Regions from separate parts of the Sus scrofa genome. Here all the other regions are linked to region 1. A link is a contact called in public HiChIP or PLAC-seq data. All regions are on one chromosome and are shown on one strand. The core of a region is the stretch at or near the end of the contact, and the rest is flanking DNA. Distances in the headings are between cores, read along the strand shown. Region 1 holds the start of RB1CC1 (RB1-inducible coiled-coil protein 1). Region 2 holds the start of PCMTD1 (protein-L-isoaspartate O-methyltransferase domain-containing protein 1). Region 3 holds the start of TCEA1 (transcription elongation factor A1).

Evidence for each region. HiChIP or PLAC-seq counts read pairs in DNA pulled down with a chosen protein or histone mark.
Region 2: a contact with region 1 is called in an H3K27ac HiChIP or PLAC-seq map of alveolar macrophages. The contact joins the promoter of PCMTD1 here to the promoter of RB1CC1 in region 1. A contact is called at or near these places in 1 of 5 promoter capture datasets (liver) and 2 of 2 datasets of contacts at active chromatin or transcription factors (alveolar macrophages and skeletal muscle).
Region 3: an H3K27ac HiChIP or PLAC-seq map of alveolar macrophages shows a contact between it and region 1. The contact joins the promoter of TCEA1 here to the promoter of RB1CC1 in region 1. A contact is called at or near these places in 2 of 5 promoter capture datasets (fetal liver and liver), 1 of 47 Hi-C or Micro-C datasets (embryonic fibroblasts) and 2 of 2 datasets of contacts at active chromatin or transcription factors (alveolar macrophages and skeletal muscle).

Annotation. Positions count from the first base shown.
Region 1 is chr4:77,591,331-77,595,740 of Sscrofa11.1, forward strand. RB1CC1 (RB1-inducible coiled-coil protein 1) reads left to right here and starts at 1,874. Exons shown (of 24, transcript XM_021089370.1): 1 at 1,874-3,332.
Region 2 is chr4:78,096,874-78,101,283 of Sscrofa11.1, forward strand. It overlaps PCMTD1 (protein-L-isoaspartate O-methyltransferase domain-containing protein 1), which reads left to right and starts at 2,148. Exons shown (of 6, transcript XM_021089409.1): 1 at 2,148-2,418.
Region 3 is chr4:77,107,780-77,112,189 of Sscrofa11.1, forward strand. TCEA1 (transcription elongation factor A1) reads left to right here and starts at 1,841. Exons shown (of 10, transcript NM_001243680.1): 1 at 1,841-2,024. The coding sequence starts at 1,962.

The DNA of each region.
Region 1 (4,410 bases), core at 624-3,123:
AGAAGGTTAGACAGACACTAAATGATAGACGGATTGAGGGGAACTACAGGTACGTCAGGGAAGGACAAAGTGACACTGAAATTGAGACCTGAAAGAAAAACAGGGCTTTTTTTGGGGGGGGGGTAGTGTTTTTAGGGCCGCACCTGCAACACATGGAAGTTCCCAGGCTAGGGGTTGAATCGAAGCTGTAGCTGCTGGCCTACACCACAGTTCACGGCCCATGGAGCAAGGCCAGGGATGGAACCCACTTCCCCATGGATACCAGTCAGGTTCATTATCACTGAGCCACAACACAACTCCAAAAAACAGGTTTTCAAAGGGTAGAACTGATTTGAAGTATTTAGAGCATTTAGCAGCAGACCCTACACACTCCTCCTAACAACTACTTTCTTTTGCCTCATGGGAAATCTATAAAGGACCTAAAATGCTTATTAACTTTTTAAAAAATGTGATGACAATATTAAATCTTTTTCTGTTCCCAAAGCACCTCATATCTGCATCACTGATGTCTGTATTATAATAACTTGGCAGTCTGGAAAAGGAACAAATAAAAGGACAGACTTAAGAGCCAAGAAGGAGACATTACAAAGGGAAGGGGAGAGAATACAGACAGCATTCAACATCCTTGGTCTGAAGGACAACATGACTTGTGGAGATGTACTGTGGACATAGACAGTATGAAGAACCTGTGTTCTCTCCAGATACTTGCACATATATAATAAAACTCATCTTGATACATTCTCACTATCAGTAAGCAAAAACATAAGGCACATAAACTCCCAACATTTACACTCCAGAGAAGGTGTAAACCTTTAAGATATTGAAACTGGGTAGGACCCTGTGGGGTTCCTTTGTGTCCCTCAGAGGATAAGCTTCAGGACCCTCCTGGAGTTGCAAAGGGCAGGTTTAAATAGCTGCTAATCAGGGAAGGGAGGGGATGCAGAGATTAGGGAGGCACAAGCAGCAAATAATGGTGCAGCCTTGGGGCAGGGCCTGGGCTGATACACTTCTTTGAGCTGTTCAGCCTAACTCAAACCCCCAACAAATGAAAAGATGCTAACTATCTGGTGAAGAATTCTTCATTCTTTAAAGAGAAGGACCACCAGAACCAGTCCCAGGGCCACCAAAAACCAGCTTTGAGGAATGCAAGTTTGCACCTACCCTGATCCTTATCCTATTTTCTACTCCCAAACTATAAAACCACCTCCTGTTCTCTCCCAAAGAAGAGCATAGTCTTTATTAGTCGACCCTGCCCCCCCTTTGCCTGATAAAGCAATAAAAGCTATTTTTTTTTTTTCTCCTTCACCCAAAACTGTCTCCTTGTTTCTATTTCAGCAACAGTAAGAGCCAATCACTTCTGGTCATTTCTTTCAGCTTATAACTAAGAGAGAAGATTAAGAGTGAATTAATCCCCCCCAAATAAAGAAGTGACACAAACAACATTTAAAATATTTTATTTAGGAGCTCCGGCTGTGGTACAATGGGATTGGCAGTGTCTTGGTTTAATCCCTGGCCCAGCACAGTGGGTTAGGGATCCGGCATTGCTGCAGCTGTGGCTTAGGTTGAGACTGTGGCTCTGATCTGATCCCTGGCTGGGGAGCTCCATATGCCACGGGGTGGCCCAAAATTTTATTTAATAGAGTGTTACTGGCATATACATGATTTTACATTCTGACATATATTGTACTTGCTATGACAAATGTCACTGACAACTAAGAGGTAGGTCAAGGACCCATATATTTTTTAGAGGCCTAATATCGTGCTTTGCTTATTAATTTTCTGGCTGAATCCCATCTCATGACTTACTTTCTTTGAGCTAATTACTATGCTGTGCTTAGTTCAGTCAGCTCCTTTCTTCCTTCTTTCCAGTTCTCACCTTTCCCAAGGTATAAGAACAATTTTGTCTCTTAATTTCCACTTCCCTGCTGTATCTTGTTGGGGTGCTGGAATAAAACTCCACCTTAAAAACAAACAAAGATAAAATGATTTGCCAAAGACAAGTCTTCTCTGGGCTCGGTAAGAGCATAAAATTAAAAACAAAGTGGTAACACCTGCAAGTCCTTCTCAACCACAACTTTCAGATACGGGTCAGTGCAATGGAAACTTACCAGTAGTTCAATGTTTTTTTCAGTTCCCACCCTGACAAGTGAAGGATTGCAGGCCTCGCTTCCTGGTAGTGTTTGTTCTGCTTGGGTGCCCTTGAAAAGGGTGATAATACTCATCTTTATGCAAACACAACTCAAAAGCTCTCTAATGACTCAGCGGTAGCACTTCCGAGCTGTTACTCTTCCCAAATATTCCTGGATATAACAGGAATCTTAAAAGTTCAGATATTTCTCTACTTTAACTTCATCAGATTGTGATACTTAAGTCCTGTGGCTTCAAGCCAACCTGTGACTCATCATCTTCAAAGAATCAGGACCCCCTGAAGCTGCTTCCCCGGCCTTATAGGGCGCGTGCTGACGAGGGAACTCCGCAGCCAGCGGGGGGAAAAAAAAAAGGATGGTCGCGGCGCTTCTGACGTGCTCCCAATCTACCGAGCCGAAGCTCTCCCCTCTCGCCTGCAGATCCGGGGTTGGGGCGGAGGCCAGCCCCGCCGGGACACAGCGCTCCCCGCGCCCCGTCCCCTCAGTCCCTGGCCCGGTGGCAGAAGCCCAGGGGGACAAAAAGAGGCCCCCGACCTTCGGACGCCCCCCGCCCCGGCCCTCCGGGACAGGCCGAAGGGCCGGGCTCAGGCGCGCTCGTCGCAGAAGCGAAGGTCAAGCTCACCTTGGGGTAGTCGCATCCGGACAGCGGCCAACACAGCCACGGGCCGCCCAGCGGAGTCCCCGGGGTCACAGGAGGACGAACAGACGGTACGCCCAGGCAAAGGCGAGAGGCGGAGCGGCGCCCGCCCTTCCCGGCAGCTCGCCGACTTCCGGCGGACGCAGACTTCCGGATCTGCGCAGAGCGGCGGCGGGCGCCCCTCCCCCGCGCGCTTCCCGGCGTGCTCCGCGGAGGAAGGGCCGGAGTCGACAATAACAAACCGCGGCGACCGAGTCCGCGGCCCTGCCGAGCCCGGTGCTGCCTCGGGCGTCCCTGTCGCCTGGCCCCTCGGCTCTGACCGGCCGCGGTCCGCCCTCCCCGGCCCCCGACGCAGAGCCGGGGGGCCCCGCCAGCGTCCTCGCCGCCCGGAGGTGGCGGCCGCGGCAGCCCCGGCACCGGCGGTTGTGTCGGTTGGCGGCGCCGATGGGCGGTTGGTAGCCGCCGCCGAGAACGAGGCGGCGGCGGAAGATGTTGCCGGGGGCCGCGGGCCCTGCTGCTGAGGCCGGCGGAGGAGGAGGTGCTGCCCGGTGAGTCCCGGTGCGGGCGGCGGAGGCGGGCCCTGCGGCCCCCGACGCCCCTCAAACCCTCGGGTGGAGGCTGTCGGGGCCGAGTACGCGCCGGCGCCGGGCCCGGCCTGGGGGTCCTGACGTGGAGCGGGCGGTGCGGGGATTGCCATGGGCTGGAGCTCCGGGCGAAGTTGCTCCCGGGGATGACTCAGCCCCGGCCCGGCCCGCGGTGGGAGCGGGATGGGCGTGTGTGCGGTTTCACAACTTCGCGGTGGGCCCGGGACGGCGCTTTGGGGCACCGCGCCGAGCGCCTTCTGGCGCGGGAGGACGCGCCCCGCTCGTTGTTTATGGCTCCGCGGCGGAGCCTCGCCCGTCGGGACTCTGAAGCGTGGCCGTGGCGCGAGGTGCCGTGGGCCTGGGTGCCGCGGGGACGATCGTGCTCCCGGGTAATGGGGAGTCACGGAGCCGGACAGCAGTGGCCGCCCGCGTCTCCCGCGATGATGGGACAAGGGAGGTGGGCCCGTTTCGCTCTCTTATTGTGTGGTTTCTAGGTTTTCGTGTGGGTGGTGCTTGTGTGATTTATCCCAAGGGTGGGAAGGTTGGCTTTTCAATTTAAGAAGACTGTTGGATGTAGAATCTCGATATTAGGAAGCAGAGGACCATTGCGGAAGATGGCTGGTTTGATTTGGGGGTTGTGCGTTTATAAATAGTCCCTTACAAGGGGCGTGAGGATCTTTTTCCTTTTTGTTTTTAGTGTCACAGAATGCGGCCTCAATGAACGTATTTTCCCAGCAACAGTTTGGTGTTTGTATTGTGTTTAGAACCTCGATAGAGTTTTATAAAGGGAGGCTGTATGTTGGTGAATGTTTACGTTGGTAAATGCCCGTCGGTGGAAATCGGATAGGGACTCAGCCCACTTTTTTAAATAGTAATTTTATTTAGTCTATTGTGAATCTTTTATGTTAGTCACGGTTAGGCGTAGTTATTGGCCTCATTTTTGTATGATGATACTGGATGACAGGGAAAACAGGGAGTGGGAATCTGAGAACTTCGTTCTGGCTTTTGCTCACAAGCACAAGGTCACAATACATGGCAGATT
Region 2 (4,410 bases), core at 898-3,397, 510 kb after region 1:
CTCAGTGGGTTGAGGATCTGGCATTGCCGTGAGCTGTGGTGTAGGTTGCAGACTCAGCTCCAATCTGATGTTGCTGTGGCTGTGGTGTAGGCTGGCGGCTACAGCTCCGATTGGAGCCCTAGCCTGGGAACCTCCATATGCCGCAGGAGCGGCCCTAGAAAAGGCAAAAAGACCAAAAAAACCCCAAAATGAAACAAAACAAAAAAACATAAATTTCTATTTCTTAAAATCTGTAAGGAAATGCCGATGTGTTGTCCTTGTTTTTCAAACATAGAGAAATAAGTATAGTAAAGCTAACTTTCTTTAGAGAGGAACTATTTATTTTTATTGTTTCTTTTGCGGGTAGCAGGTGGTGGACTTTTAACTGTACTGAAAACAGCACAAGGAAAAACAATAGCAGAACAAAGCAGTTCCTTATTTGGTGGATTTTCCCCAGACACTGCAGGTCAAATGAAAGATATGAGGAAATTCTTTCAGGCCTCAGACCAGAATTGGCACTTCTCACATAACCAAGGCCCATAACACAACAGAGTTGACTGCAAATAACTAGATGATTTAAGGTTAATCTGGGCAATAAATGAAGACCTTCAATCATAAGGCTGAAGAAAACATGCAACAACTCTAGCCAAGACTTTGGAAAATGTCAACTTCTAGGATGGTGACAGTAGTTTGTATTCTAAATTTAGCTCGACAAGCATCTGTTGAATGCTTTATGTGTGGAAATTACAACGTTCCTCTCTGCAAAGCATTCTGTAGTCACAAAGTATTCACTCTGGCTATTTTTTTGCTTAATATTAAAATCGCAGCAAGTTGGTATGAATAATAAAGTTATCAGAGCAAGTATTACTTTCCTGTTGCCAGGACCAGACTTGCTGCAACAATGCACCAAGAACTCTAGGTATAAACTATCTTGTAGGCATCTAAATTAATCAGTCTAAATAAATCTCTAAGTAATTCCAGATGATGGAATAATTTAAAATTATCCATGAAAGGTGCTAAATGGAGGAACAATGAGAAAAGGGCTGAAGGAGGAAAACCCCAGGAAGATGCTGGGTTGCGGCTGCTTTCCTGTTGAACTACTCGCCCACAGCACTTGGTCCTGTTTATTAACCTAGTACTTACTAGCAGTCTTACTAAAAAATGACCTGTGGTCAACTTTCATGCAGTTGTGAGAAAAAAGGTCTCAAACTCTGAAAAATTCCTATAGCAGGATGGAGAGAGTAAAGAAAATACAAGAAATGAAGAGGAAGAAAGAGGATCAAGAGTGCAGCAGTTGTTTAATGATTTTAGCTACTTTTCTACCCTGGCCATTTTTTCTTATTTAGCTTATGGTAAGGTTTTCATGTGCTCAAATCTCTGCCTGGGATGGCAGCAAGCGAACCCTTTATGACTGTTACTTGACTCCACCGGTTAGGGTGCCCTGAGACCACGCTGGGGGGGGGGGGGGCAAGGAACCCAAGGACCAAGGGCGATGGCCCATGGAGAAATTCTGCAGCTCAGAGTTGAACGTCCACCTGATTTGCATTCATATTCCATTTGGTGCAAATAAAATCGCTGACCTGGACCGCAGACAACCTTAGCAGTTTTGCTCTGGTTTGCAAGCTCTTCCCTGGCGATGTCAGCCCTGACCCTGCTTGCAGGTTCTTCGTGAAGAGCATGTGATTTAACCACTTCTGCACACAGTCAGCTTGGTGGGAAACAGCGCCCCGGGCTTTCTAGCCAACGCGTTCACCGGAGGCAGCTCGCCAGCTAGGCCGCCTCACTTGAGCTCGTCTGCAAACCGCAGCCCAAGAAACCACAGGCCCAACGCTTGGACGTGCACCCGGCGCGGCAACCCCGGGCTCGGCTCCCGGGCCCGCCGCCGGTCGAGGAATGAGTGGCCCGCGCTGACCGACAGACAGGCGCCCACACGCCGGCAGAGCCGCTCAAGGCCGGGGACAGGCCTCGGCTCCGTGGCGAACGCGAACACAACAAACCAGGAAGGCTATTCGATCATCCACACCCGCGGCTGCGGGAGCGGAGAGCCTGCTCTCGCGGAGTCTCTCGCGGCCTCAGGACCCCGGGCCGCGTCAAGACCTCGCGTTGTTTGGGCCTGGGGGCGGGGCGCCCCAAGGGGCGGAGCCGGATGGGGCGGCCCCTGGCCTTGTTGACTTCGGCGTCCTCGCGCGCGACCCACGCACCCGCCGCCGTCCGCGCATGCCCGGTCTCCGACGGCTCCGAGGCCGCGGCGCTCGGGCTTCCTCAGCCCGCGTCCGGGCCCCGCCCCTCCCCCCTGCGGTGGCGGCGGTGGCGGCGGCGGCGGCGGAGGAGGAGGACGTGTTGTTGTGGCGGCGGCGGCGCCGGCTGCGGCGGAGCCCGCCAAGTCCCAGCGCCTCACCTGCGCCCGCCGCGGAGGGCCGGCAGACCGCCTCGCCGCAGGTAACGCCGCCGCCCGCGGGTTGGGGCAGGGGCCGGGCCGAGAGGTCGGGGTCCCAGGGGCCGGAGAGGGTCGCGGGGGTCGCGGGGCTGGGGGGCCCAGAGGTCGGGCTGGGCGGCTGAGGGGGCGGGGGTCTGGGGGGTCCAAGGTGTCGGAGGGATCCGGGCCCGGTGTCTGAGGGGGGTTGAGGGGGCCAGAGGTCGAGGGGACTGGGGGCGTCTGGGCCTGGCGGCTGGGGGGGGGGTGTCGAGGGGGTCGGGGGGAGTCTGGGAGCCGGGGGGCGGGCTCCAAGGGGTCGAGGGGACGGGGGGTTTGGGCCTGGCGGCTGGGGGGCCGGAGTCGAGGGAGTCTGGGGGCGAGGGCGTCTAAGGGGTCGAGGGGCTGGGGGTCTGGGCCGGCGGTCCAGGGGCGTAGAGGGGGCTGGGAGGTCAGGAGAACCGGGGGTCTGGAGGAAGTCGGGTCCTGGGCTGCTGGGGGTAGAGGGGCGGCGCTGGGGCTCTGGCCTGCCCTCGCCCTGTGACTTTGTTGTTGTTTGCGGCTGGAGGAGGAGCCCGGCCCACGTCGGCCCGGGAGCCTCGGCGCGGCGCCTGGCGGGGTTTCAGGGGCTGGCGCGGCGCTGGCGTTTGCTCACTTTCGGTGTTTCTGTCGGAGCGTTTCCTGCTGTTTAAGGGCGGGCGGGCCTTCTTGGGGCTTCAAACGCCGGCGTAGACAGGACCCAGGGGTGATTTTGCTAATATGAGGCTTCCCCGCCTCCGTCCAGTGCTGTGTTTTCGCCTGTCCTCTTTTTAAAATTGAGAGGTCCTGAGTATATTTTTGAAATTACATACTAGAAAAATTGGGGTATAGAGGAGAAAGTACGGTTTTACCAACAGTTTTTTTTTTCTCCCAGTTTATTTTTTATTTTTGCACAAAGTATTACATGGCTCTTTAAGAAAAAACTAAGCAGCAGCCCAGCAATGCAGTTTGCTCCCCCTCTCTCCCCGCCCCATTTCATCCCATCTTACTACCCTGGCTAACCAGTATTAAAGTGTGGTGTTAGGCCATGAAGGATATTTCTGTGCATGTTATAAGTATATTTTAAAAGCAAAATTGGGATCATGTATAGCATATAGTTTTTATTGGCCAACAATACTCACGGATATTTGTCCGTTTTATTACGTCTCATTCTTTTTAAAAACCGCAGAGCTATATTTTATTGCTGAACATCGTCTTCAATATTTCTATGATCTTTTGACTTTTAAATAGCATTTATTTATTTATTTGTCTTTTTAGAGCCACACCCATGGCATATGGAAGTTCCAGGCTAGGGGTAGAATCAGAGCCTCAGCTGCCCCAACCTCCACTGCCACATCCACGCTGCTTCTGGGACCTACACCACAGCTCACAGTGACTCCAGATTCTTAACACACTGAACGAAGCCAGGGGTCAAACCCGTGTCCTCATGGATGGTTCCTTACCATGAGCCACAGTGGGAACTCCCTTAAATAGCTTTTAATAGGGTCTACAAACTAACACGGAAACATAACGTTGGTAAAATGTTCAGAATGTCTAAGGCCAGTTGGCGATACTTACATATTAGGAAGTTGAGTAATATGTTTACACAGAGCTTCATGGTAGCTTACATGAGGCTTGGATGACTTTGTAAAGCAGATTGCTAAAATAGTTTATTATTTGTTTTTTTAAGTGCATTTTTCAGAGTAAACTTAAATTCCATATGGTCAGCTGAAAACAAATCAAGTCCCTCAAATGTGAGATGGCCTGTGCATGAAGAAGAGTTAAAGTTGAAAACAGTAGCCCACAGAATTTGTATTTCAGACAGGTAAAAAGTGTTTTGATAGTAAACCATAGGAAATGAACCATTAAGTGGTAAGATGATGCTAACTGCTTATTATCCAATAGGACAAAGCTAGGAAATCTCTGTTACATTTGATATTTTTGAGTGCAGAAGAGCTGGAGGCCTTGCTGATTTAATCATTGACCTGTATTTATTAAAA
Region 3 (4,410 bases), core at 591-3,090, 480 kb before region 1:
ATTCTGTTCAGAATAGTGCCCACTGCTTGTGAGATGCTATACTTCCCAATTCATGAATTGTTTTTCTGTGGATAAAGGACATCAAAGACATCATTCAAATTGTTTTCTTTTCTTTTTTTTTAGGGCTGAGGGTGCATGGAGGTTTCCAGGCTAGGGGTCGAATCAGAACCACAGCTGCCAGCCTACACCGCAGCCACAGCAACCCCAGATGTGAGCCACATCTTCGACCTACACCATCGCTCATGGCAACACTGGATCCTTAACCCACTGAGCAAGGCCGGGATCAACGCGCAACCTCATGGTTCCTAGTCAGATTCATTTCTGCTGCACCACAATAGGAACTCCTCTTTTTCTTTTTAGCCATGCTCTGAGGCATGTGGAAATTCCTAGGCCAGGGACTGAACCCATGACCGGAACCACAGCAATGATGCCATGTCCTTAACCCCCTGTACCACAAAGGAACTCCTCAAATTGTTTTCGTTTTGTCATTTGACAATGTTATATGCATTTTACCACAATGAAAGAATATTAAACTGATAATAAAAATGACAATTATTAACGTAAATGCACACACATCTACAATCACAAGTGGAGCTATGTACATACTCACTAATTGATTCCTCAAGCAGACAAGAAACTGGGATATAAGTATTTGAGCAATAAATAAAATTAATTTCAGGCTAACAGGCCTGTACAGAACTTCACATTTGCCACTACACAATTGGGGGCCCAGAGAATGTTTATAAAAATTGACAAACCAAATCTGAGAAATACCTGAGAACCAGTAGATGTGCAATCATATAATAGGTCTCACTATAACTTATGTTGGGAATCAATAAAAAGATAATTTAAAACAAATGAAATAGAGACACGGCTTAAATTACCCTTTCCCCCAAATAACTGAGCTAGAACAAAATCTTACATCTTGGTGTAGAAAAACAATTATTAGGGAATTTTCTTTTCTTCCCCCAGTGGCACCTGGGGGCATACGGAAGTTCCATCGAAGCAGCAAAGGGCGCTGACTGGGCAAAGACCTATTGAAGGAGCCCACTCTTCAGTACTGATAATTTCCATTTTCTACCTTGCTTTTGTGTCCACCTTCCTCACTGATCTTCAGAGCAGGTGAGACACCTTAATTTCTTAGATGAGAACGTTTTTGTCAACCACTATTCAGCTGTATTCAAGGCATTCCGTTCAAAGTTCCGAGTCGGAAAACGAGATTGTGTCTTTTTTCTTTTTCTTCTTCTTTTTTTTTTTTTTGGCGGCATCTGCGCACGCGGAATTTCCCGTGCCAAGGATGGAACTCGCGCCACAGAGGTGACACGCAGGGTCCTCGACTTGCCGCGCCCCCAGAGAAGTCCTGGGTCTCCGTTCTTAAGGCGCTTACAAAGGACTTGACTTTAAAAAGGAAATGCTTACAACCATCAGATCCCTACGATAAGGGGCCTCTTAGGAGATGGGGTCTGACTTCCAGGCAGCGCCCAGGTGGGAAAAAGCTGGGGCCTCCTGACCCACGCGCGGTCCTCCAAAGCCGCCCGAGCTGCGCGCCGCATGGGTCTCTGCTGGGAGTTGGGGCCGGGAACCAAGGACAGTGGACCGGGGCCGGGGAACCGGGGAACCTGGGACAGGGACGGGGGCGGGGCCGGCGCGAGCGCGCGCAAAGTTCAGTGGTGCCGCCCGCCCAACTTTCACCGCAGCCAGCTGGCTGCGCCGTGGCTCGCGCTCCCCTCCCATCCGCTCTCGATTGGCGGTGCCTGCTTGGCGCGCGCGGAGCTCGATTGGCGGTGCCTGCGGGGGAGGAGCGAGCCGCCGCCGCCGCCGCGGTGGCCTGGGTCCGTGAGGAAGCGCCTGGGCCTGGCCTGCCGAGCGGCCTCGCCGACGCCCGGGCTCGCGCGCAGCCCCTGTCAGCTTCGCGCACTTCCCGTCCCGCGCGACTGGCGCGGGGAAGGTCTGCCGGAGCCATGGACGACGAGGTGGTCCGAATTGCCAAGAAGATGGACAAGATGGTGCAGAAGAAGAACGCGGTGAGCGCGGCGGGCGGCGTGGGCCGGAGGGAGGCCGGGCGGCGGGCGGGAGCCGGACGCGGGGGCCCGTCGGCCTGAGGGGGCTCTTGGCCCTTGCCGCCTGTCTACCCGCCCGCCGCCCTACCCGCGCGACGGGGCAAGGCCCGCGCTCTGGGGAGGGAATCCGGGGGGCGTCTGGCCCCGCGTCCTGGGGAGGGGTCCCGGGCGGGAGTCTTTTAGGGGGCGTCCTGTCCCGCGTCTTGGGAAGGAGTCGTGGGAGGGATCCTGGGGGGAGGGCGTCCTGTTTCCTCTCCCTGAAAAGGGGCCCCCAGGGGGAGGTTATGGGGGCGTCTTGGGGAGGGGGTCTTGGGAGAGCGGTCCTGACCCGCGTCCTTGGGACGGGGTCGCGGGAGGGGGGGTCCTGTCCCGCGGCAGCAGGCGTGGGGACTCCTTCTGGTTGCCCTAGTTCCCTGGTGTTTGTGCAGCGTAGCAAACTTAATCCAGGCGTCCTCCCTTATTTTAAACTCGGTGGTGGTAAAGCCTCGCTGATTTAGCTTAAGAGCACAGAAAGTCCCCACTGTTTGCAAGCTAATAGCGAGAAAGAGCATCAACATAGAGGTCTGAGGTCTCTTTTAGACATCAAGCTGATAAAACTTCTATGTGAAATTCTTGGATCCTATTTCTGAAGAAGGCTAAACTGCCCCTTGATTATCTCACCCACCCTACGCGTTTGTTTAGCAATTAAAAACATATGCCAGTGTACTTGACAAGTTGCTAAACATTTAAAAAAAGTGGATCTTGTTGGGCATACCGTGCGGAAGAGCTCATTTAAGGCACGTTCACTGACTACGGTGTGCTGCCGGCTGGAATTGGCAAATGTCCGTTGCTGGTACTAGGTGGTTTACGGTTAATACCAGCGGAGTTATCTGTTATTGATAACGTGTTCATGTTCTCTTGTGGTTTGTATGAAGTGTGGCAGTTTCTGCATTTCCGTCCACCTGTGTGCTACTTTTAGTCCCTTACTTCATAGTCATCTGTTTTCAGCTAAACTTGTAAAATTCTGTGTCAGACCAAAGCGAAGGTCAAAGGGGATGCACTGATTTGTACACCGCTTTAGAGATACAAAGCATCTGTGCAAGATTCTTTTGAGACTCAAGACACAGCTGTGCTCCGTGTATTTTACAGAATAAAAAACTGAGTCAGAGAGCCAGTAGTTGGTGTATTTAAATTGAGTGTGTGCAACGTGGATTAAACCAGGACCCAGGTTTGCTGCTGGACAGCACGCCAGAGCAGGAAGTAGTGTTAAGCACTGAATTCTTTAAAAAAAACAAAAAAATGAAAAACAACACTGAATTCTTAAGACTTCAAGCATAGCCTGTTCCTCTTTTCCTTTAACAGGTGCATTGTCCAGCATGTAATTTCATACCCTGTTAATCTGTATTTGCAATTTTGAACTATTAAAGTATTTCCTGTTTGTTTTCTGTTTCAGACATTATCTGCGCCAATTGTTTATTTCATCCCTTTTTTTTTTTTTTTTTAAGGGCTGCTTCCAAGGCATATTTGGAAGTTCCCAGGCTAGGGGTCACATCAGAGCTGCAACTGCCAACCTATGCTGCAGCCATAGCAATGCCAAATCCAAGTCACATCTGTGATCTACACCACAGCGACTTACCTGGATCCTTAACCCACTGAGTGAGGCCAGGGGTCAAACCCGCATCCTCTTGGATACTAGTCGGCTTCATAAGCTGCTGAGCCATAACAGGAACTCCAACCTGTACCATTTATATTTCCTATTTCATTACGCACTGCAAGCGATGAGTTCTGGATATGTGATAGGCCAAACATTTGTTATTTTGTTTAAACTGGAAGTTTTTTCCTTTGCTTAGTGAACCCTAGACTCCCACAATAGAAGCTAATTCCTGAAAAAGGCTGTTTGTTGGGTATTTTTTTCTCTAACCCAGACTATATAATGTGTACCTTTTAATCATCTGGTGCATTAGATATTTGTTTTGTTTGTTCCCATTTCTTGGAATAGATGTTTCCTAAAAATGAGGAATACTTTAGTGGGCAATTATGGAGAAGACCAGCCTGTGTTTATCTGCAATTCTCAAATAGTAAAAATGTAACTCATCCGTGGAGAATGAGAATAAGCTCCACATTTTTCTGCTCAAATCTTATTTTTCTGGTAGTACAAAACTTTACCAATATAAAAACTTGCCTCCTCCTTCCCCCCAAATAGGAAAGGTGATAAAATGGACTGGCTTTTTATCTTTTTATATTCTCTCTTTTTCTGTCTGTTGTTTCAAATAAGCAAATGAAGTAGAGAAAGGGAAATGGTCTGCATGACTCAGTCCCTGCCTCTGAAGCACATCAGCCCCCATAAAAATAGCTTTTCAGGTGTTCAGCA